Regions from separate parts of the Mus musculus genome. Here regions 2, 3, 4, 5 and 6 are each linked to region 1. Evidence: chromatin contacts called from public HiChIP or PLAC-seq and promoter capture Hi-C data. All regions are on one chromosome and are shown on one strand. Each heading gives the region's core, a stretch centred on a gene start, on an enhancer-like site or on the middle of the called end of the contact. The rest is flanking DNA. Distances are from core to core; before and after follow the strand shown. Region 1 holds the start of Utp11 (UTP11 small subunit processome component). Region 2 has its middle 73 kb from the start of Gm40242. Region 3 has its middle 27 kb from the start of Gm40242. Region 4 has its middle 4.5 kb from the start of Gm40242. Region 5 holds the start of Meaf6 (MYST/Esa1-associated factor 6). Region 6 holds the start of Gnl2 (guanine nucleotide binding protein-like 2 (nucleolar)).

Region 1 (3,119 bases), core at 313-2,812:
AGTGGATGTCTGTGAATTCGAGGCCAGCCTGGTCTACATTGTGACTTCTAGGACAGCTAGGACTACATTGTGACATCCTGTCTCAATAAAACAAAAACAACAAGGAGCTGGCTGAAGATTAGTCTCCCATAGTGGAAAAGATTCCAAATGCCAACAGATGAAAACATACGGGGGTGGGGTGGGGGTGGGGGTGGAGGGTGGCAGGCATGGGGGGGGGGAGAGCACAAACAAACCCAAACATTGCTGTGATGCTTGGCTGGGTCCAACTCTCTCTTGTGCTACTTAAAGGTAGCTTTAGTGGTGACAAAAATAACAGGATGGCTGGGCACACTGTCACACACTTGTAATCCCAGCTCTTTGCAGACGCAAGAGATCACTGTGAATCTGAGGCCAGCTTGATCTATGAGTGTCAGTGCAGCCAGGCCTACATAGCTAGACACTGCCTCAAAACATCAAACCTAATCAGACTAAGTCAACCCCAATAAAACAAACTAACAAAACAAAACAAAACAAAAACAGAAACAAATCAATTTTATTGTGAACCTGCTAACAAGTAAACCCAACATTAAGCACTGAAAACATATGTCTTTTAAACCTCAAAATCCTGAGGGTATAGTATTATTTTATTATTTTACAACTAGATGTGGATACCAAGCCTCAGCAAAACTAACTTTCCTTGGTTAAGAGCAGAGCTGGCACCAGAACACTCCCTCCACAGTTCGCGGCTCTCTATCCATCACATTAACTACCTTATGTTAAGTCGGCCAGCTAGACGCACAACTTTGATGGCTGTGAAGGACTCGGAACTTTATTGCTATTAGATGATTCTTTTCTACTCTGCTTATAGATACAGTTCTGCCACTCAGAGCCCTTGATACTCCTATGAGCAAGACCAGTCTGCTATTATTATGTTCGTTTTATGGGTGAGAAAAATGATGCTCTTTAAAGTCAAGCAATCAGCTCAGAGCCACGCAGCCAGAAGTCAGCTGAGGAGCCAAATATGGTTTTAAAGTACTCTTTCTAGTATACTGTAAGATTCACATTATTTCTAGTTTTTGGTTTGTTTGTTTTTGTTTTGTTTTTAGACTGCGATTTATTTTACTATGTAGCCCTGGCTGGCCTGGCAATCACTATGTAAGACCAGGTTAGCCTTGAACTTACAGAAAATTGCCAGCTTCTACCTCCAGAGAGCTGGGGTTAAAGGTGTGAGCCACGTTCTAGTTCTACTTAGAATCTTAACCCACACCAAGTCTCAGGTGACAGCACATGCGCACACGCAAGCCGAGCGTAGCCAGAGAGCAGTGCCAGCCATGTGTTCCCAGATGCCAACGTGCGGCCTGGAGCGAAGTCTAGGTCTCTGGACCAGTGGACGTTCTCTGCGAACCGAGAGCTGTGAAAGAATCCCAAGACTCTAGCTTTGGAAACTACATCTCCCAGAACCCTCCGATTCAGGCCGCTTGAGAGGGGCTGTATTTCCGGTAAAGCAGGCTTCTGATAGGCTGCATTGCAAGCCGCGTCTTGGGCCTGCTTCCGGTGTCTTGGCGGACGCGGCGGGGTGGGTAGTGCTGTCGTGGTGGTGGAGTTTGCTGAGCATTTCCTAGACCTCAGTAGGCATGTCGGCGGCTTTTCGCAAGGCAGCCAAGACCCGGCAGCGGGAACACCGAGAACGAAGCCAGGTAGGCCCTCGCAAGCCTCAGGGGCGCCTGCAGTGGCCCCCGCCCCCTCGCTGTCCCTGCATCCGGATACGGGACAGCGCATCTGCCTTCAGTCAATACCCAACACATGGGGCCTGACCCCAGCGTGCCTTGTCGGGGAGACCCAGGGACAGGGTAGGAGGATTGTCATTCTCTACGGTAGAGGGTCAGTGGGTAATTGAGTGAGGCAGGGTGTGCTAGAGGCCTTTCCCTGGGAACTTGAGACCAAAGTCAAAGGAATGTAACCGAGTGACCAGCGACAGTAGGCGCCTCACAACCGACGCATGCCCGGGTGTTCCTAAACTGGGCCCAACTTTTGGCATGGGATTTGCGGTTCGTGTAGATCTGTCATATGCTTCCCCCTAAAATCGTGGCACTTTCCTTATCCCTTCTGGAGAATGTCTTGACCATTTACAAACTTTGCTGGACCTCATAGCCCAGGTCTATAATGGCATCTACCCAAGAGGCCAAGGCAGAAGGATCCCAAAATCGGGGCCTGTCTGGGTCACTTAGACCTGACTCAAAAATCTAAAAAAATTCTAGACATAGGCCTCAATGGTGAACTGCTTGCCTAGCAAGTAAGGGCAGTAGGCGTAGTCCTTGGTAAGAAGAAAAAAAGGAGGGAAGTGGGGAGTTCCCCCACTTAATTTAGTTAGAATAAATAGGTGTGGATTTACTCAGGAGAATGTGTTAGGGTTTGGATATGCAATACAAATAAAGATGTATGCAGAATCACTTTATCCACTTTGCCATTCTCAGAAATTACATCATAACTGGTTCAAACAAGCTTTTAACAAGCCTTGGAGAGAGGGCTTAGCCGTTAAGAGTACTCGGCTGCTCTCTCAGAGTTCAAATCCTAGCACTCACATTGTGGGTTCACAAATAGCTTTAACTCCACTCTAGGAATTCCACCACCCCCTCTGGCCTCCATAGGCCCTGCACTCACATTCATTCATATTCTTTATCTCTCTCTCTCTCACACACACACTAACTTTTTTTTTTTTTTTTTTGGTTTTTCGAGACAGGGTTTCTCTGTATAGCCCTGGCTGTCCTGGAACTCACTTTGTAGACCAGGCTGGCCTCGAACTCAGAAATCCGCCTGTCTCTGCCTCCCAAGTGCTGGGATTAAAGGTGTGCGCCGCCACCACTGCCCGGCCACACTAACATTTTTTAAATTAAAAGATTACTGAGTGTGAGTGTGTGAGCGGGTGTTTGTGGGAGCACATCCTGGGCCAGGGTTGTGATTTGTCCGACATCCTGACGTGGGTGCTGGGATCTGGAAGAGGAGAATCTGTGTTTAACTGTTAAGCCGTCTTTTTACTCCTCAAACAAATATTTTTTATTATTATTTTTCTTTTCTTTTTAAAGGCAAGAGGATCAATAGTTCAGGGAACGCATCAGATTTTAGGATGTTCTGGGCTCCAT
Region 2 (3,119 bases), core at 444-2,943, 490 kb after region 1:
TCCACTATGTGAGACCTGGGTACAATAAGGTTTTCAGGCTTGGCGGCAAGCACCTTCACATGCTGAGCCATCTCATTGACCCCCTTTTGAATCTTTTCAAACTCAAAATCCCAACCCCTCGGACCCTCTCGACCACTGTGTTTCAGTTCTCTGGCCAAGTAAAGCCCACCCTTAGGAGTTCTTTCTCTGAAACCTTTCTAGAGGGGTGGTGGGAACCCTAGCACACCCCCCACCTCCCAAGTGTGTGTGTGCAAACTTAGTATCAAGTCCTTCAAAGGCATCTTTGGACAATGACCCCCATTTCTCCCCTGCTCTCTCACTGTTTCCTTTATACCCTGGTTGCGGCCCTCAAATTTCCTTTAAAAATATTTGCATTTCTGTCCTTTCTCAGGGGACTCTGCCTGTCTCTCTAATAAATGGAGCATGCTCTGCTGCTCCTGCCCACCCTAGAGCAATGCTGAGGGGGGTGTTGGGGGGCCCAGGATGCTGCTATTCTTCTGCATGCCGGTCGTCCAGACAGATCCACCCCTTGTACGCTTCCCTGACCTGTGTGGCATGGTCTGATTCCACTCCCAAGAGCCAGGGCCTGTTCTATGCCCTCCCCCTCATTAAATCAGAAGCCATCAGGCTCCAGAGACAGACTGAGGCAGCTAGCTGCCCAGCTTCCCAGCCCCGGAGTGGGCCCAGGGGGTTGATTAGCATATTGTTGCTGGAGGAGGTGGCAGTAATCCTTTCTCCTATTGACACTAAACAACCTTACCTGAAAGGTCCCCCCACCCCAGCAGATTCTCTCTCTCCCCCCACATCATTGCTCCTGCTTTCTTCCTCTCTCCCTGCTCCTCCTCCTCTCTATCCTTTTAAAGCAGTGCAAAGCTAGGGCTCGCTTCGGGAAGGCTACCCCATCTTTCCCCCATTCCTCACCCCTCACCCCCAAGGAAGGCGTCTTCTTCCTTCCATACAGCTGGGGGGCGCCTGTGCGGCCAGGGCCTCCCTCTGCCTGGAAAGCTGGGAAGCCACCACCGGAATGACAAATCTATGGACAAATTACTGATTTCTCATCTAATTTACATCCAATTAGTGTGAGTGAAATGAATCATGTGGTCAGCCCCTCAGGGGAAACATTGAGATAACAAATGCCCCGGGCTCCTTTCCTGGGAAACTGACGGGCCCTGGGGGAAGTCCGTGATTTACCCCTGGGTCAGAGGCCCCCTCCCTTTCCCCAGGCAGGTTATCCAACCCATAGATCAACCCTGCCCCCCTCCCTGTAGCCCAGACAGGCCCTGTGGGCTCAGGCTAAAGAAAAAAACGGGGTGGTTGAAGATGGAAAGGTGTGCTGAGTTCCCAGTGGAATAGGTCTACTCCAGTAATGAGGGCTCGAAGCAAGTACCAAAGTCGGGGCTGGTGACCTACATGCATAGACACAGGACTCCACCCCGGGATTTCTGGAGGCAGGCAGTCCCAGGCTGTGGTGACCCCAACTGGTATTCATTGCCACTTACCAAATGCTAGCCCCAGTGTTTAGTGCAATATTGGGTTCTTAACCCTCAAGACAATGCACTCTACAAAGCAGGCATTACTGAGAAACCCCATTTTACAGGAAAAGAAACTGAGGTTCAGATAGGGCTTGTTCATAGGTCCTTAGGCCAGACAGCTCAGGCTAGGTCCAGGGCCTCGACCATTGTGCTCTGCTCCATCTGCTACAATGACTTTGCATAGGCAAAAACAGATATCCAGGATGAGAGCAACATCTTTAGTTCCTACCCAAGGTCAAGGAGCCTCTTTTGGCAAACACAATGTCCACCCCAGTGTGTTTTCAGTGCATGAAGCTAAGTCGCTGTAGCCATGGAGGACCTGTGACTTCATGAGGTGGAAGGGACTGAAGGGACGGTCAGTGGTGGATGGTCACTCCCACAGCCTGAGGCAAACCACCAGTCCAAACAAACACCTTTGGGAGCCGGGGCCACCGCTCACGGCTTCACACATGCAAAGCAGCAGATGGAGATTGTGCTGTTTCTGAAACAAGAGAGATGACTTGGGCCAGCATTTGAAGTGGGAAGACAGGGCGAGCGAGCGAGCAGGCGGGGCGGGGCGGGGGCACGGGGTTCGTGTCTGAGCGGCGCAGTAGCTGTATGTTTGGGATGAGTTTGGTCTCCCTGTGTCAACTTGTTTCTCGTCTGCTATTTAAAACCTGGCATATGGATGGGATCTCAGCTCCCAGTACTGGCAGTTCCTAACATTCACAGCGACTAAATAAAAAGGGAATTTTAAAAACCAAATGCAGTTTTACCCCAGAACGAGGCAAAGAGAGAAGTACGAAGAAGTTAATAACTCCTGAACTTGGGCCCAGCCAGCCCTGCAAAGTGGGGCCTTTTCGATGTTGTGTGGGAGGAAAGGGGGTGATGTTTTCTGAATTCCTAAAGCAGGTCTCCTAGTCTGTGCTGGGGTGTCTCCCCTGGGGCTAAGGGCAGAGCCAGTCACCAGGTGGGAAGCCCAGTCCTGCCACTCAATATCTGGGTGTCCTTGGGAAAGTCACATGACCTCTACAAGCTTCCAATACTGTAAAGCAGGCCTGTAATAAGGACCTGGAATATAATGACGCTGCGAAGACGCCACGAGCTAAGGTTTCTAAGACAAGCAACGTGCTGCTAAGCACAGCGAGTACATGTGTGTGTGTGCGTACGTGCGTGCGTGGGGGCGGGACTGGAGTATACTAGGTATTGTCTGCCCATATTATCTGACTCACTAAGGAGCCTTTCCTCCTCTTGTTCTACATTTTTATTTATTTATTTTTGTTTTAAGTGCACGAGTCATTGCATACCGTGTGTGCAAGGGTGGCTGTGGAGGCCAAAGCCTGTCAGATCTGGAACTGGAGCTGCAGATAGCTGTGCGTCTCCTGATCTGTAAAGCAGTGAGTACTCTTGACCTCAGAGCTGACTCTCCAGCCGCCCATCTCTCAAAGTATCGTTTCGGCTTTTGTGGGTTTCATAGATGAAACGAAGGGCTCCGTCCATCGCTTTGCAAGATTTGATCAAGACCTGTGATCTCGGGAACACGAAGAGCCAGAGAAGAGAAGCCCAGGATGGACAGAGAGTGAATATTGAAAAAACAAGGTCTGCTGA
Region 3 (3,119 bases), core at 411-2,910, 450 kb after region 1:
AGCCAAAGAATGTTGTTGTAAGCTCAATATGAGAGTCCCAAGGTCCCCTGGGAGCTTGTGAGTCGGGTAGAATATGGGACATCTGTTAATTTTTTGAGAGTAGTGGCAAAATGCTGCTACTGGTAGGTTAGAACCATAAAAATAATACATACATACATACGTAGGTACGTACATACGTACTTACTTACTTAAGCAACATAAGCAAGCGAGCAAAAATTTTCTTACTTTGTTGGAAACCTGAAGTCTGAAATCACAATGTAGCCAGGACCACATGGCCTCCAAGGCTCTACAAGAGAATTCTTGCTCATCTCTTCCAGTTGTAGGAACCTGAGCTTGAGGTTGTGGTACTCAGCTCCTCACCTTCTTCTCCTGTGGCCTCTGCTTCTCTTCCTGTGTGTGTCTCCTTCCTGTGCTCTTTCGGTTTTTTATTCTTGACAGTTTTATACAGGTATGTATGTAATGTCTTGTGACCACAGTTCCCCTGCCCCATTGCTCTTCCATGCTCTTCCACTCCTGATCCTCTTCTTTCATACTGGTCCCTCTCCAACGTCTATGTCTCTTTTCTCTTCTGCTCTAGTGCTAACGCTCAGTTGCTGTGTGTGTTCATGAGTGCAATGGGAATATCATATTCACAACAGAGCATTTCATAGCACTCCATCCTCTGGTTCTTTCTGCCCCTCTTCCACTATGCTCCCTGGAGGTGGCATAAATATCTTGTTTAGGGCTAAGAACTCAACAGTCATGTCGTCTTAGCATTTTGGTCATTTGTGTGTGTGTGTGTGTGTGTGTGTGTGTGTGTCACTTGCTGCAAAAAGAAGTTTCTATGAGCAATATTGGACACAGTGCTAATCTGTGGGTATGGACACAAATATTTGGAAGCCAGTTTGACTACACATCTATTTAGAAAAACATCAATAGTAGTTACTCTTTCAGGTCTGTGACCTCCCCAGCCATAGCCTCCTGACCAGGTTTACAGTACTAGGCTGTAGGGAGTGGTTCCGATGTTCTGATTGGGAATGTACGCTGAAGGTCCTGTTCACCAATTGGCTCTTGAACAATCAATAAAGATGCTAGCAGCTAATGGCTTGGCAAAAGAGGCAGGACTTCCAGTTTCCCCGCAGGCAGGCTAGCAGAGCAGGAGAAAAGATTCACCATGCTTCAGAGGAAGAGTCACCAGCCACGTGAGAGGTCAGGCAGAGTAGCCATTGACAGAGCCTACACTCTACCCTAGGCACGTGTTCCTGTCTGTGGAACAGGCAGGCCTATAATCAAATCAGAAAGTGGTTGGTTACCCCACCTGCACCTCCAACAGTCAGCCACTATTGCACACGTGGGTATAACTTGCTTGGCAGGTCAGTATTGCAGTACATAGGGTCTGCAGATGGATAAGATCACTGGTGGACTTTCTCCCCCAACAGACCACATAGCATCTTCCAGCATTATAAACACTAGCTGGCATCCTCCTTGTATTCTTGTCATTGGCTTAGGGTATACCAAGAAAAAAACCAAGATGATTTCATGTCAAGATCCTTAATTACAACTTCAGAGTCCATCCTGTTCCCCCCCACCCCTTTCCATTAAGGTCACATTCAGATATCGGATGTTGATATATGTGGAGGAAAAGTGCCATTTACCATTCCAGAAGTTTGGCCGGCAAGTCCCCACTGTCTGAGAGTTCTGTTCACGGATGCCTGCCTACTCCAATGCTACACCTGGACTGAGAGCAACAGAGGCACAGGCAAAGCCACTCCGCTTTACTGCTCTGCATTCTGGGAGCTTCCCTTTGTCCATCTGTGTCCAACCTTTTACAATAAGGATTTAATTATAGAAAGCTAAGTTTTCCCTTGCAGCCACAAGATCCCTGGCTGTTTCCACACCAAACTATACAAGCCACATGGCTCTGTACACATTCCAAACGTTTCCAGAAACCACAAGGAGGTAAGTATCTTTATTTCTTCCAGAGCCTGTCTCACCCAGAAGGGCAGATGAGGGTCTCATTATTTGTATGGATGAGAAAGATACATAATTCTAGAAATATTAATTCAAGCCAAAGCTTCATGCTTTTCTTTTTTATGTACAAATTATGCAACATAATTGTTTTACAATGATTAATATTATTTCTGGGCCCTAACAAACACCATTTACAATGCAAATCTCCTCAGGGCTCCAGGAAGGTACTGTAATCAGGGCGAGTGTGATGGCTGCCAGGATGGAGGAGGCTGTGACAGAACCAGTGTGAACCGGTCCTCAGGCGTGAGCTTGAACCCTTCCCAGAAAGCCCAGGAATCTCCGTGGCTTATCCACAACATCCAGCGAGGCTTTCGGAGGTCTCTCAGGACCAGTTGAGCGTGTGTCTCTGAGTTCAATGGCAGTGTCATCAACTTCCACTCTCTTTCCAGAGGCTTCTCTTCAAAGTCACGTGCTTTCGCTCCTAACCAAGAGAAAGGCACATGACTAGGTGGTGGGAAGATGGGAAATCGGAAAATAACAACATGGGAAAATGTGTCAAAAGTACCCATCTGTTCTAATCCATCCCATCATTAATAACAGCACCTCCCCCTACCCAGAGAAGCAAAGCAGGGGCTTCCCGCTGGGCTGTACCCTCCCCCCATTTCTGGGTGTCATCTCCACCAGTCACTCCTGCCATCGATCCGTGCTTTGCTGTCCTTGGATCCCACAGACGTGTGATTAGCACACACTTTGCACTGCACACACACTTCCCGTCCCTCCTACTTCTCACCAGTCAGAAGCCCTCCATGCTCTGCCACCAACTTGTCCTTGTGGCTGCTCTAGCTCACTTGGCTTCCCGCAGGGGCTCCTGGGGCCGCACGCAGGGGCTCCTGGGGCGGCACGCAGAGGCTCCTGGGGCCGCACGCACGCACACAGGAGGAATCACCCCACTCTGCAAACGCATGAAAGGTACAGAATGCATTCTCTGGAAACTCCTGTCACTCTGGGTCAGGAATCCTCCCTACTGCCTCACTCCCATAGTTCTCATGCCCTGTGCTAGAAGTGTGCACAGTCTATGTGAAGTTTGGGAGAGAGATTATACTCTGACATCTATACTGCCTAATAATTCATTACCGAAATAATGTCACTGTTATAACTGGTTTCCTTAG
Region 4 (3,119 bases), core at 157-2,656, 420 kb after region 1:
TTCCTCTCCCCTTCCTCCCTACGTCTCTCTTCCTTCCCTACATCCATCCGTCCATCTGTCTGTCTGTTTCTGCCTACTTTCCCTTTATCCTAACTCTAAGCTCAGTTGCAGAGAACCCTTGGGGGAAACTCCAGCTGGCCACGCACCAGAAATAATGGATGAGAAAGGGGTCCCAGTGGTCCACCAGTTCCAAGACCCCACGGTGGGCTCCTCTCTTCCTCCCTTTCTCCTGACATTTCGCTACCAAGGATCCCCCACGGCTGTAGGCTCCTGTGTTTTCGTATTTCTCACTGCGGCTGGGCTCTTTCTGAGTCCTCCCTCCCCACCCCAGGTTTGTCTCTGTGGATCCTACAGAGCTGATCCTTGGCAAGGCTGTCAACGCTCCCCGGCACAATATTAGCAATTTAAATGCCTCTTTGCCAGGCCTGATGGAGCTGATTCGGTTGTGATCCTGGGCATATGGATGGCATATTTGCCGCGAGCTAGGTGAGACGCGTCCCAGAAGGACCGCCGCCAGCCCCCCCGCAGCCGCTTCCCCACCCGCTCGCTCCCGGCGGCCGGAGCCAGCGGTCCCTGCTGCCCACTTTGTCTCCACCGGGGGCCCCCGCTGCTGGGGGACAAATCTTTCATTCATGAACGGGAGCTTGTTAGGCCAACTCCGGACTCTAAAGCCACTTAATTAAATTGTGGAAAGTTGCTTGGCCCCGGTGGGAAATTTGCACACAAAGGCACCGGGGTCGGGGCGCTCCCTCCAGCCGGGAGCCACACAACAAAAACGGGCTACACCGCGCGCTCGCGGCCCCCAGCTCTGCACCCCGGCTCCCCTGCCTCCCCCCGCCCCCCGCCACTGCTACGCCTGCAAAAGCGGAGCCCCTCATTACAGGGCGTTTGTTAGGGCATGTTTTCCCAGCGATTCACTGACGGGCCTTTCTTTCCTTCCTCGGCAATCAAGGGCGGCAAGTGGAGGCTGAGAGTCCTCCATGGCCTGATTGCTGAATTTCCAAAGGGAAGAGTGTAAACAGGTACATTGAAAAAGGCTCTTTTGAACAATTATGTAAACATTCCAAACACTATTTGAAAACTTTCACAGTGGAACCGTCACGTGGGGCATTCTTGTTTAATTGTGCGGGGACAATGCTTGCTGGCTGGCTACCCCAGCTGTCTGCAAGACCCTGCGAGGAGACCGCCATGGGTGTTCCGGCTCCCCTGGCCTTACAGAAGCCTGCCCTCGGAGCAGAGGCCCGTCCTCTTTCTTCTGCCCGGGTTTCTTCGGGATCTAGTCCAGTGTTCTGCCCATGGGGTGGGCTGGAAATTCTCGACGCAAGTTGCCTGTAGATGCTCAGTGAAAACTTCTATGCAGAGCAGGCTTTTCTTCAAAGCATTAAAGATACCAAGCAACATTGTTGGCAAGATTCCCCTCCCCATGGGAACGCCCCTGGCTCAACGTTCCCGCCTCTCCTATTCTGTCTCTAGTTTGCTCTCTCTTCTGCCTTTGTTTCCATGTGGCTTGGAGTCTCATGATTCGTTAACTGATTATGTTGCTGGAAGTTGGAAGAATTTAAGTGCCACACGCATATTGCTTCATCTCTTACTTTCTGGGGACACCAGGGTTGCGGCGGCTTCTCATGCATACTTTTTAATCATTTTATATCCAGTCTCCCAGCGTTTGGGATCCATCCAGCCCACAGCTACTGTGTCTCCAGCTTTGCAGGGAATGCCTGGGCGAGCACTGTCAATCTGGAGACTGGGGCACAGCTTGTTCAGTTTTTGTTTCCTAAAGTCTAGTTCTTAAATGCTAGGGAGTAAAGGGATGGGAGTGGCGGGGGGGGGGGTCCTAAATGTTTAACGAGAAGGCATATTACACATATGAGGATCATGGAGACATAGAAGATGTTTATAACAATAAAGTTTTTTAAAAAAGGAAAGGAAGAAAGAAAAAGAAAAAAAAATCAAGCCATAAAATTCTATCTTCACTGTAGCAGCCAGACCAAGAAACACCCAAATTTGCCAAAGGATGGGAAAGGACCAAGTAGGGCCGGGCGTGGGTGGTGGCATATGCCTTTAATCCTAGCACTTGGGAGGCAGAGGCAGGCTGATTTCTGAGTTCGAGGCCAGCCTGGTCTACAGAGTGAGTTCCAGGACAGCCAGGGCTACACAGAGAAACCCTGTCTTGAAAAAAAAGAAAGAGAGAAAGAAAGAAAGAAAGAAAGAAAGAAAGAAAGAAAGAAAGAAAGAAAGAAAGAAAGGAAGGAAGGAAGGAAGGAAGGAAGGAAGGAAGGAAGGAAGGAAGGAAGAAAGGAAGGAAGAAAGGACCAAAAGGACCAAGTAGAAATGAAAACACTTTTTCCGGAGAATGGGAGTCTTTAATGTCCATGTATTGCCTTGTCAAGGCAAGGTTTAAAAATACTGGAAAACGCCTCTGTGCACAGGTGGTTAGATATAAAAGCCACCCCAATAGCCTGCAGAGAGTCATCCACCCCGGCCCGCAGCACCGACTATCCATGCACAGGATTGGGACCAGAGCTTCCGAGCAAATTCCTCCAGTGTAAAGAGAAGTCGAGGCTTATCTGTGTGTGGAGTCCCTAGGAGGCAAGCACAGAACCACAACTACAAGATGAGTCAGAAATGAGGTCGACAGAAAGAGCCATGCTCAATAGGGTCATTTGAAGAGCAGGGGCCAGAAGGGAAAGTTCTTTTTTTTTCCCTCTCACAGGACTCCCTGAATACGTGGGTCTCAGAATATAGCTGTCTCCTAGGCTTGTTAATCTGACTATAGTGGATGCTCACCGTCCGCCGGTTCTGTGTTGGGGTCTGTGCTGTAAAATAGGCATAGAAAGCCAGAGGATATTTTGATCCTAACAAATTAATCCACAATCAGATGTAGAACATTCGCTTTTTAAAAAAAATTATTTGATTATTTGTGTATGCATATATATATATATATATACACACACATACATATACATATACATATACGTATATGTATACGTATATGTATATGTATATGTATATGTATATATTTGTACCAAATGTGTGTGTGAGTGCCTTCAGGGGCCAGAGCTGGAGTCACAGACCATCGTGAACCACCCCATGTGGGTTCTGGGAACTAAACCTGGGTC
Region 5 (3,119 bases), core at 355-2,854, 390 kb before region 1:
AAATACTGGCTTCCCCAAGGTTTCTCCGTGAGCCGTCAGAGTACAAGTTCAAGCTTAGACCCCATTCCACACTACGGCTCTACCATCTCCTTGCAGAGTAAATGCCAAAAGCAAATGTCCCAAGCTGGACATGACAGTCCATACCTTTAAATCTATCAGTCAGAAGTCAGAGGGAGAAAGAGCTATGTGATCTGTGAATCCGAGGCCAGCCTGCTTTACTTAGTGAGTTCCAGGCTAACCAGGGCTACATAGTAAGACCATGTTTTAAATCAAAACAAAAATCCTGCAGCCAAATATTAGTAGAGGATAAAATGGAGAGATACTATTAGATTTTTTTTTCTTCCAGACAGGGTTTCTCTGTATAGCCCTGGCTGTCCTGGAACTTACTCTGTTGACCAGGCTGGCCTCGAACTCAGAAATCTACCTGCCTCTGCTTCCCAAGTGCTGGGATTAAAGGCGTGCACCACCAGTGCTCAGCTAATACTACTAGATTTTGACACTCACTTTTGATTGGTCAAATACCGATCCCAGCCACGGATAATATTGCCATACATCTGAGTGTCTTCCAGGTAGCTTCCTTCAAAAGCATATATCTGTCTCTCCAAGTTTGCAAGTGTTTCCTAGGTGATGAAAACAGGGACAGGGAAAAACAAGCATTAAGCAAACTGAAATTCCGTCACAGACTTGTAAAGTCAAGCTTACCCACAATGAACCATTTCTGTGGAAGTGTAGGGGTGATGGACCCCTTTATAAATAGAATGAAATGTATAGTCTATCCTCAGAAAATGCACACACATGCAAGATTTTGCATCTACTTCAGAGGCAAAACCTAGCTGTCACGAGCAGGGATGAGACAGACCGTGAGCTGTCTCCATTCTCACTCACTAAATGTGTTGCTACCAGCAGCGAGAAGGGTGAACAGCTTTTCAAAAGCATCTCTTCTACATCAACTGCTTCCTCCCTGCTAGCTCTGGAAGGGCCGCCCGCAGTGGATGCCGGTTGCTATGGAAACCTGGAAGGGCAGCTTCAGGTGAGCTTTGCCTCCCGGATGCTCGCCGTAAAAGGCGGGAGCCTACAGGGCAGTCAGCAGGGTGCCGGCGGCTCCTGGTGCGCGTCACCAATCCAAATTCCCTAGGCTGCGTCTTGGGTCTCCCGCCAGCCCCGTTCCTTGGCATCCTCAAATACACCACATTCCCCGGCCATTGAAACGCGCCGCCCATGGAATCCATCGTGCATCTTCTCCAGGCCGGGGTCTAGCCGCCTCCTTTCCAACCGCTAACCCGACCTGAGCGTCGTCCCCGCCTCCTGCCTCTCGCCCTTCCCGCGCCCTCACCGCCCCGCCCCGCCCCACTGAGCGCAGGCCGGGAACCGCGCCGCCGCAGGGAACCGCGCCGCGCCCGGCCGCCCAGAGCGCCCAGACCCTGGCTGCCCGCCGTCCTCGCCTCCGGAGCTGCCTGCGAGGCCAAGTGGGGACGGCGTCCAGGCCTCGGCCACTCACCGCCAGCTCCTGCTTCCGCTTAACCAGCTCGGCCAGCTCCCGCCGGGTGTCTGGGATCTGCGGCGGCGCCGTCTTGTTGTGCATCGCCATGTTGGGCTCAAGCGGCGGCGGAGGCGGCGGCGCGCGACCAGTAGGCGGACCCTGCGCACTGTCGCCGCTGGCCGCCAGGGGGCGCGACCCCCCACACCGCGCCTGCGCGCGCGGCTTCCGGGGAAGCTGGCCGGCTCAGCGCGCGAAAGCCGGCGCGGAGAGGCGCTTGTACGTGTGGGACCTTCCTTGCTGCTCCACTGTGGGCCTCTGAGCTTAACAGACACCCACAGACATTCACTACATCGAGAACCCAGCTGCAGCATAGGCCTGTTGAGTATTCCATATGTCTCCCGGCAGACGAGGTCCTTGCAACACCACCCAACTGCAGGTGGAAAACCTGAGCAAGGTTCCGCCCACCAACCGGGTTGCAGAGAAGATCCCCAAACCAACATCTTGCTGGGTTTAGCACAGGCAAGCAGATCTCCTGTTGTACGTGGTTTGCCGGAGGGGAAGGATTATGAAAGAATTAGCTTCTATCTTCAGATCCAGAACTGTATCCAGGCTGGTATTGAACAGAAACAGACCGTGAGTTTATCGTCCTGCCTCTGCCTTCCCACTGCTGGGATTCCATGTGTTGAGCATGCCCGCTGTTAATAGGTGCTGGGGATGGATCTCAGGACAGACGAAGCAAGCACTCTACAGGTACACCCTGAGCCCACCTCTGCATTCTCAGTGCTCAGCAACGTCACTCGTAGTTTAGGTGGCGTTCTTTGCCCCCATGGGTGGATGTCCTTGGGTTTCTATGCCCTAGATGTATATTGTTCAACAGGTATGAGAAATTCTCAATTTTCTAAAACTCCTCTTGCCTAATTTTCTCTCTCACAAACCTCTTCACTAATCTCTTGTTCCTCTCCAGTAGTACATGCCTATAATTCTAGCACCCAAGAGGCCGCGGTAAAAGAAGCAGGAAGGTCAAGGTACTACATAGTATTTGGGCCAGTAAGACTATATAAGACAGTTTCACCACCACCCCCCAAAAAAGAAAGTCAAGGCTGTAGATGAAACTCAGTTGGTAAAATATCTGCCTAAGCCCAAGCTTGCACAAATCCCTGAATTTGAGTCTAGCATCTCTTCCTTTCCTGCCAGCCTGGCCCACAGAAGAACCTCCCAGGGCCAGGCATGGTGGCACATGTCTTTATTCCCAGCACTCAGGGGACTCGAAGACAGACAGGACAGCTGTTTTGAGGGGGAAAAAATCAAGATGAGCCTCAACTACACAGAGAATTTGAGGCTAGCCTAGGCTCAAAAAAATAACAATCAGACCTTGGAAATTTTCTTTTTATGTCTATGAGTGTTTTGCCTGCATGTATGTCTCTGTACCATATGCATGCAATTCCCAAGAAGACCAGAAGACATCAGATCCTCCTGGGACTGGAGGAATAGTTGTAAGCTGCCATGTGGGTGCTGGAGATTGAACCAGGGTCCTGGGGGAGAGCTCTGATCCATCCTCTCTCCAGCTTTTCCCCCTGCCCCGTTTTAATGACTGAGTCCCAATTTGAGATGCCCATATATTTATAGGTGTGAGATCATC
Region 6 (3,119 bases), core at 197-2,696, 340 kb before region 1:
TTTAAGAGAGAACCCAAAATCAAACTAAACCCCTGGAGGGCTCTCCTGAGAAGTCGGCCCACACACATCTGGCTACCTATCCTTTTCCTGAGTCCCTCTTCCTACCAACCCTCAAGGTTTCCGTCTACATTTTTCAGCTGTTGATAAACTTAACCCCTGCTTAGAAACATCATCACACTAATCACCAACCAATCCCAAGTGAATCTTCCAAATGCATGGTATTATGTGACTTAATACAGTTATAAAAGATCACAAAGTAACGCAGCAACTTTCCTGCATGTTCTCCTTTAGTACTGCTACATACACAGTACTAAACATTATACGGATATATGTGGGTAGATGCCTTGAAGGCCAGAGGTATCAGATTCCCCTTGGAGTTGAACTTCCAGGTAGGTGAGAGCTGATTGAACTGGAATTGAACTCTGGTCCTCCTGCAACAGCAGTACGAGTGAGCTCTTATTCTCCCCATGTTCTCTCCAGTCTCTGAGTGTTTTCATCATTTTTTTAAAAAAATCTAATCAAAACCCTAATTATGCAAATTACAAGGAGATACAGAAGTCAGCTATCCTTGCAGCCTTACGGAGACAAGAGTATACCTAATTTTTCCCCCCACCAGTTTGAGACAGTCTCACTATGCAGACCAGGCTGGCCTCGAATTCACAAGAGATCTGTCTGTCCTGCCTTCCCAGTATTGGGAACTACAGGGATGCGTCACCAAGCCCCTCTATGACTAACCCATATTTAAACACAGTTTTAGTAGCTAAATCAAAGTGGGAGGGACTCCTCGAAAGCCTGTTTTGTTTGCCCTGTAGATGGGAATTTCTCGTATCTCAAAACCACCTCTATTGAAATCACTATATTTACCTGAAGTGTTGCTTATGCATGGTCTGATTCCACGGTCAAAGCTAAGGTGGCACGAATGCTATGGTTAAGGGTAAAATGCCACCTGGGCCAACCTACTCCACTCTGTGTCTTCAGTCTGTACCCTGTAGTCCAGATAGCCACTAACTCGTGATCCCCTCTGCCTCAGCTTCCTAAGTGCTGGGATGACAGGCATGTGCCAGGACTCCAGGACCCTAGCCCACTTTTAACTTGCCTTTCTCTACACCTCCTCCTGAGAGGCCTCGGGGCTGCCAGAGGCTGGCGTGACTCATCCCCCAACTTTAGAGCAGGTGCCTAGACCTCGGGTCCGCCGCCCAGGCCGGAACGGGCCTTCCTCCGTCCCCGACGGCTCCTGCGGCCTGGTCCCGCCCGGTCCGCCGTACCTGGGTTGGTGCTGGCCGCCGAGCGGTTGATGGTGCTCCGTCCTTTGTACTTGGGCTTCACCATCCTGACGACAGTACCGACACCGCTCTGCTACTCGCGAGGTAAACCACTTCACGACTTCCCAGCCGGGAAAGCGTCCTGTGTGAAGCACGTTGGACCCTGAACACGCGCGACGTCACTTCCGCTCGCGCTACGCGACTTCCTGAGAGCGCGCGGCGCTTGCCTAAGGCTGACCCGGCTCCGCCTCTGTCCTGCTCCCGCCTCCCCCGGGTCTAGCAACCGTCAAGCGTCCCTTCCATAGCAACGTCCAGGGCACCGGGCAGTCCTGGGTTTAGTGAGAAAAAGAGAGAAAGAGAAAAAGAGAGAAGCCTGTTCTCGGCCCAGTGCATGAGCTGATGGGAATTTGCCCTCTGAACCTTTCTAAAAGTGTTCCAGCAAGAGCGGGCAAATATCAGAACAGGTCATACCTGCCTTTAAATTTTAGGCTGGAGTAGAGCAGTTTTTAGTAACAACAGACTTTGGATTCAAGCCTCAGCTTGAAAGAAAGAGAGAGAGACAGAGAGACAGAGAGAGAGACAGAGAGAGAGAGAGAGAGAGAGAGAGAGAGACAGAGAGAGAGAGAGAGAGAGATTTTAAATTCTCCAATGGTTTATTATCGCAAAGAGAGACAGATTCAAACTCCTTCCAATCCCTACAAAACTTGTGATCTGGCTCCGTTCCTCTGACCTCATTTCTCCCTCTTCTGACATTTACACTGAATGTTGCTCTGTTTGATCACACATTCCCTGAATCGGCATCGCTGGTTCCTTCTGGTCAGTTCCTGCTCAAATATCCTCTATCCATAGGATTGCAAACACTAGCAAATTCATCAGCATGGTGACACACACCTATAATACCAATGCTCAAAAGGCAGAGGAAGGAGTTCCAGACTTGTCCACATTATATAGCATGACTTGTCTCCAAGAAGGTGGAGGAGTAGGAGTAGGAGCAGGAGGAGGGGGAGGAGGAGGAGGAGGGGGAAGCAGGAGGGGGGGAGGAGAACATCAAGAAAAAAAATACAAGACAGTGAAATTTGAATTTCAGGTTAAAAATAAATAAACACACTTTCTAGCTTATATTCCAATCATCGTTTAGGATAACTTAAAGGATCTAAGGAAACATGATATACTTGAGAGGCTAAGGCAGGAGGATTGTCACAAGTTCAAATCCAGCTTGAGCTACATAGAGAGACCCTACACCAAAAGATTTTTTTCACTGTTCACTTGTTTTTAAATGGAACTACATTCTCTTGATCTATCTGGCAGCAGCTCCTTTGGCAGAAGTATTTGCTGAGTTACTGATTTAAGTCAGCCACTCTCTTCCTGTTATTCCATCCCACCTCACTTCACGGCACATGCCACTACCCGAAATGACTCTGTTCACAAGAGCATTGGCTGCTTTCTTGGGTCTAGGCCATAAGCTTAGGAAAATGGAAATCAGGTACGTTATTCACCTCCGTGTCCCCAGAACGTAACAAAGCTGAGTGTGTTGGCATGAGCCTCTAACCTCAGCATTTGAGGTTAGACTATCTGCCGTGAGTTCAAGGCTAGTCTAGCCTGGGCTATATAGGAAGATACAAGCCAAACTGTAGAAAAAGACATTATCTTTTTGTTTGTTTGTTTGCTTGTGTTTTGAGATAGGGTTCCTTTTTGTAGCCCTAGCTGCCCTGGAACTCACTCTGTAGTCCATGCTGGCCTCCAGAGTGCTGGGATTAAAGTGTGTGCCACTTCCAGTGTGGCGGTGTGCCACCACAGCCCTCTGAGACATTATCTTGAGAGAGAGAGAGAGAGAGAGAGAGACTGTCACAAAGGTGC

What was found. Promoter capture Hi-C pulls out the DNA fragments that hold promoters and counts their contacts. HiChIP or PLAC-seq counts read pairs in DNA pulled down with a chosen protein or histone mark.
Region 2: a contact with region 1 is called in a promoter capture Hi-C map of hippocampal neurons, with 6 times the contacts expected there. The contact joins the enhancer-like site here to the promoter of Utp11 in region 1. A contact is called at or near these places in 8 of 39 promoter capture datasets (the 3T3-L1 cell line, cranial neural crest, embryonic stem cells and 5 more) and 11 of 115 datasets of contacts at active chromatin or transcription factors (astrocytes, embryonic basal ganglia, embryonic forebrain and 7 more).
Region 3: a contact with region 1 is called in an H3K4me3 HiChIP or PLAC-seq map of embryonic hindbrain, with 5 times the contacts expected there. The contact joins the enhancer-like site here to the promoter of Utp11 in region 1. A contact is called at or near these places in 10 of 39 promoter capture datasets (the 3T3-L1 cell line, cranial neural crest, embryonic stem cells and 6 more), 1 of 484 Hi-C or Micro-C datasets (the C2C12 cell line) and 8 of 115 datasets of contacts at active chromatin or transcription factors (T-cell acute lymphoblastic leukemia, bone marrow-derived macrophages, embryonic basal ganglia and 5 more).
Region 4: an H3K4me3 HiChIP or PLAC-seq map of stem cell-derived neural progenitor cells shows a contact between it and region 1, with 20 read pairs. The contact joins the enhancer-like site here to the promoter of Utp11 in region 1. A contact is called at or near these places in 8 of 39 promoter capture datasets (cranial neural crest, embryonic stem cells, hippocampal neurons and 3 more) and 6 of 115 datasets of contacts at active chromatin or transcription factors (embryonic basal ganglia, embryonic hindbrain, embryonic stem cells and 3 more).
Region 5: a contact with region 1 is called in a promoter capture Hi-C map of hematopoietic stem and progenitor cells. The contact joins the promoter of Meaf6 here to the promoter of Utp11 in region 1. A contact is called at or near these places in 6 of 39 promoter capture datasets (the C10 cell line, the HPC-7 cell line, erythroid cells and 3 more), 1 of 15 datasets of contacts at CTCF or cohesin (the NIH/3T3 cell line), 4 of 484 Hi-C or Micro-C datasets (CD4 T cells, CD8 T cells, the G1E-ER4 cell line and 1 more), 6 of 115 datasets of contacts at active chromatin or transcription factors (bone marrow-derived dendritic cells, bone marrow-derived macrophages, effector CD8 T cells and 3 more) and 2 of 9 other capture datasets (adipose tissue and liver).
Region 6: a contact with region 1 is called in a promoter capture Hi-C map of pre-B cells, with 3 times the contacts expected there. The contact joins the promoter of Gnl2 here to the promoter of Utp11 in region 1. A contact is called at or near these places in 3 of 39 promoter capture datasets (erythroid cells, hematopoietic stem and progenitor cells and pre-B cells), 2 of 484 Hi-C or Micro-C datasets (the G1E-ER4 cell line and natural killer cells), 1 of 115 datasets of contacts at active chromatin or transcription factors (extraembryonic endoderm stem cells) and 2 of 9 other capture datasets (adipose tissue and liver).

The regions. Positions count from the first base shown.
Region 1 is chr4:124,691,997-124,695,115 of GRCm38.p6, reverse strand. Utp11 (UTP11 small subunit processome component) reads left to right here and starts at 1,562. Exons shown (of 8, transcript NM_026031.3): 1 at 1,562-1,676. The coding sequence starts at 1,614.
Region 2 is chr4:124,198,120-124,201,238 of GRCm38.p6, reverse strand. No RefSeq gene overlaps it. Among named protein-coding and RNA genes, the nearest start is that of Gm40242, 73 kb to the left of the region's middle. Within about 2 kb of position 1,693, at least 17 of the 459 cell types and tissues checked have an H3K27ac peak or open chromatin away from gene starts, as enhancers often do. A contact at or near this core is called in hippocampal neurons, where this site is marked.
Region 3 is chr4:124,243,797-124,246,915 of GRCm38.p6, reverse strand. No RefSeq gene overlaps it. Among named protein-coding and RNA genes, the nearest start is that of Gm40242, 27 kb to the left of the region's middle. Within about 2 kb of position 1,660, at least 2 of the 459 cell types and tissues checked have an H3K27ac peak or open chromatin away from gene starts, as enhancers often do.
Region 4 is chr4:124,275,353-124,278,471 of GRCm38.p6, reverse strand. No RefSeq gene overlaps it. Among named protein-coding and RNA genes, the nearest start is that of Gm40242, 4.5 kb to the right of the region's middle. Within about 2 kb of position 1,406, at least 51 of the 459 cell types and tissues checked have an H3K27ac peak or open chromatin away from gene starts, as enhancers often do. A contact at or near this core is called in stem cell-derived neural progenitor cells, where this site is marked.
Region 5 is chr4:125,083,646-125,086,764 of GRCm38.p6, reverse strand. Meaf6 (MYST/Esa1-associated factor 6) reads right to left here and starts at 1,604. Exons shown (of 8, transcript NM_001374123.1): 1 at 1,499-1,604; 2 at 505-620. The coding sequence starts at 1,588.
Region 6 is chr4:125,028,341-125,031,459 of GRCm38.p6, reverse strand. It overlaps Gnl2 (guanine nucleotide binding protein-like 2 (nucleolar)), which reads right to left and starts at 1,446. Exons shown (of 16, transcript NM_145552.2): 1 at 1,266-1,446. The coding sequence starts at 1,329.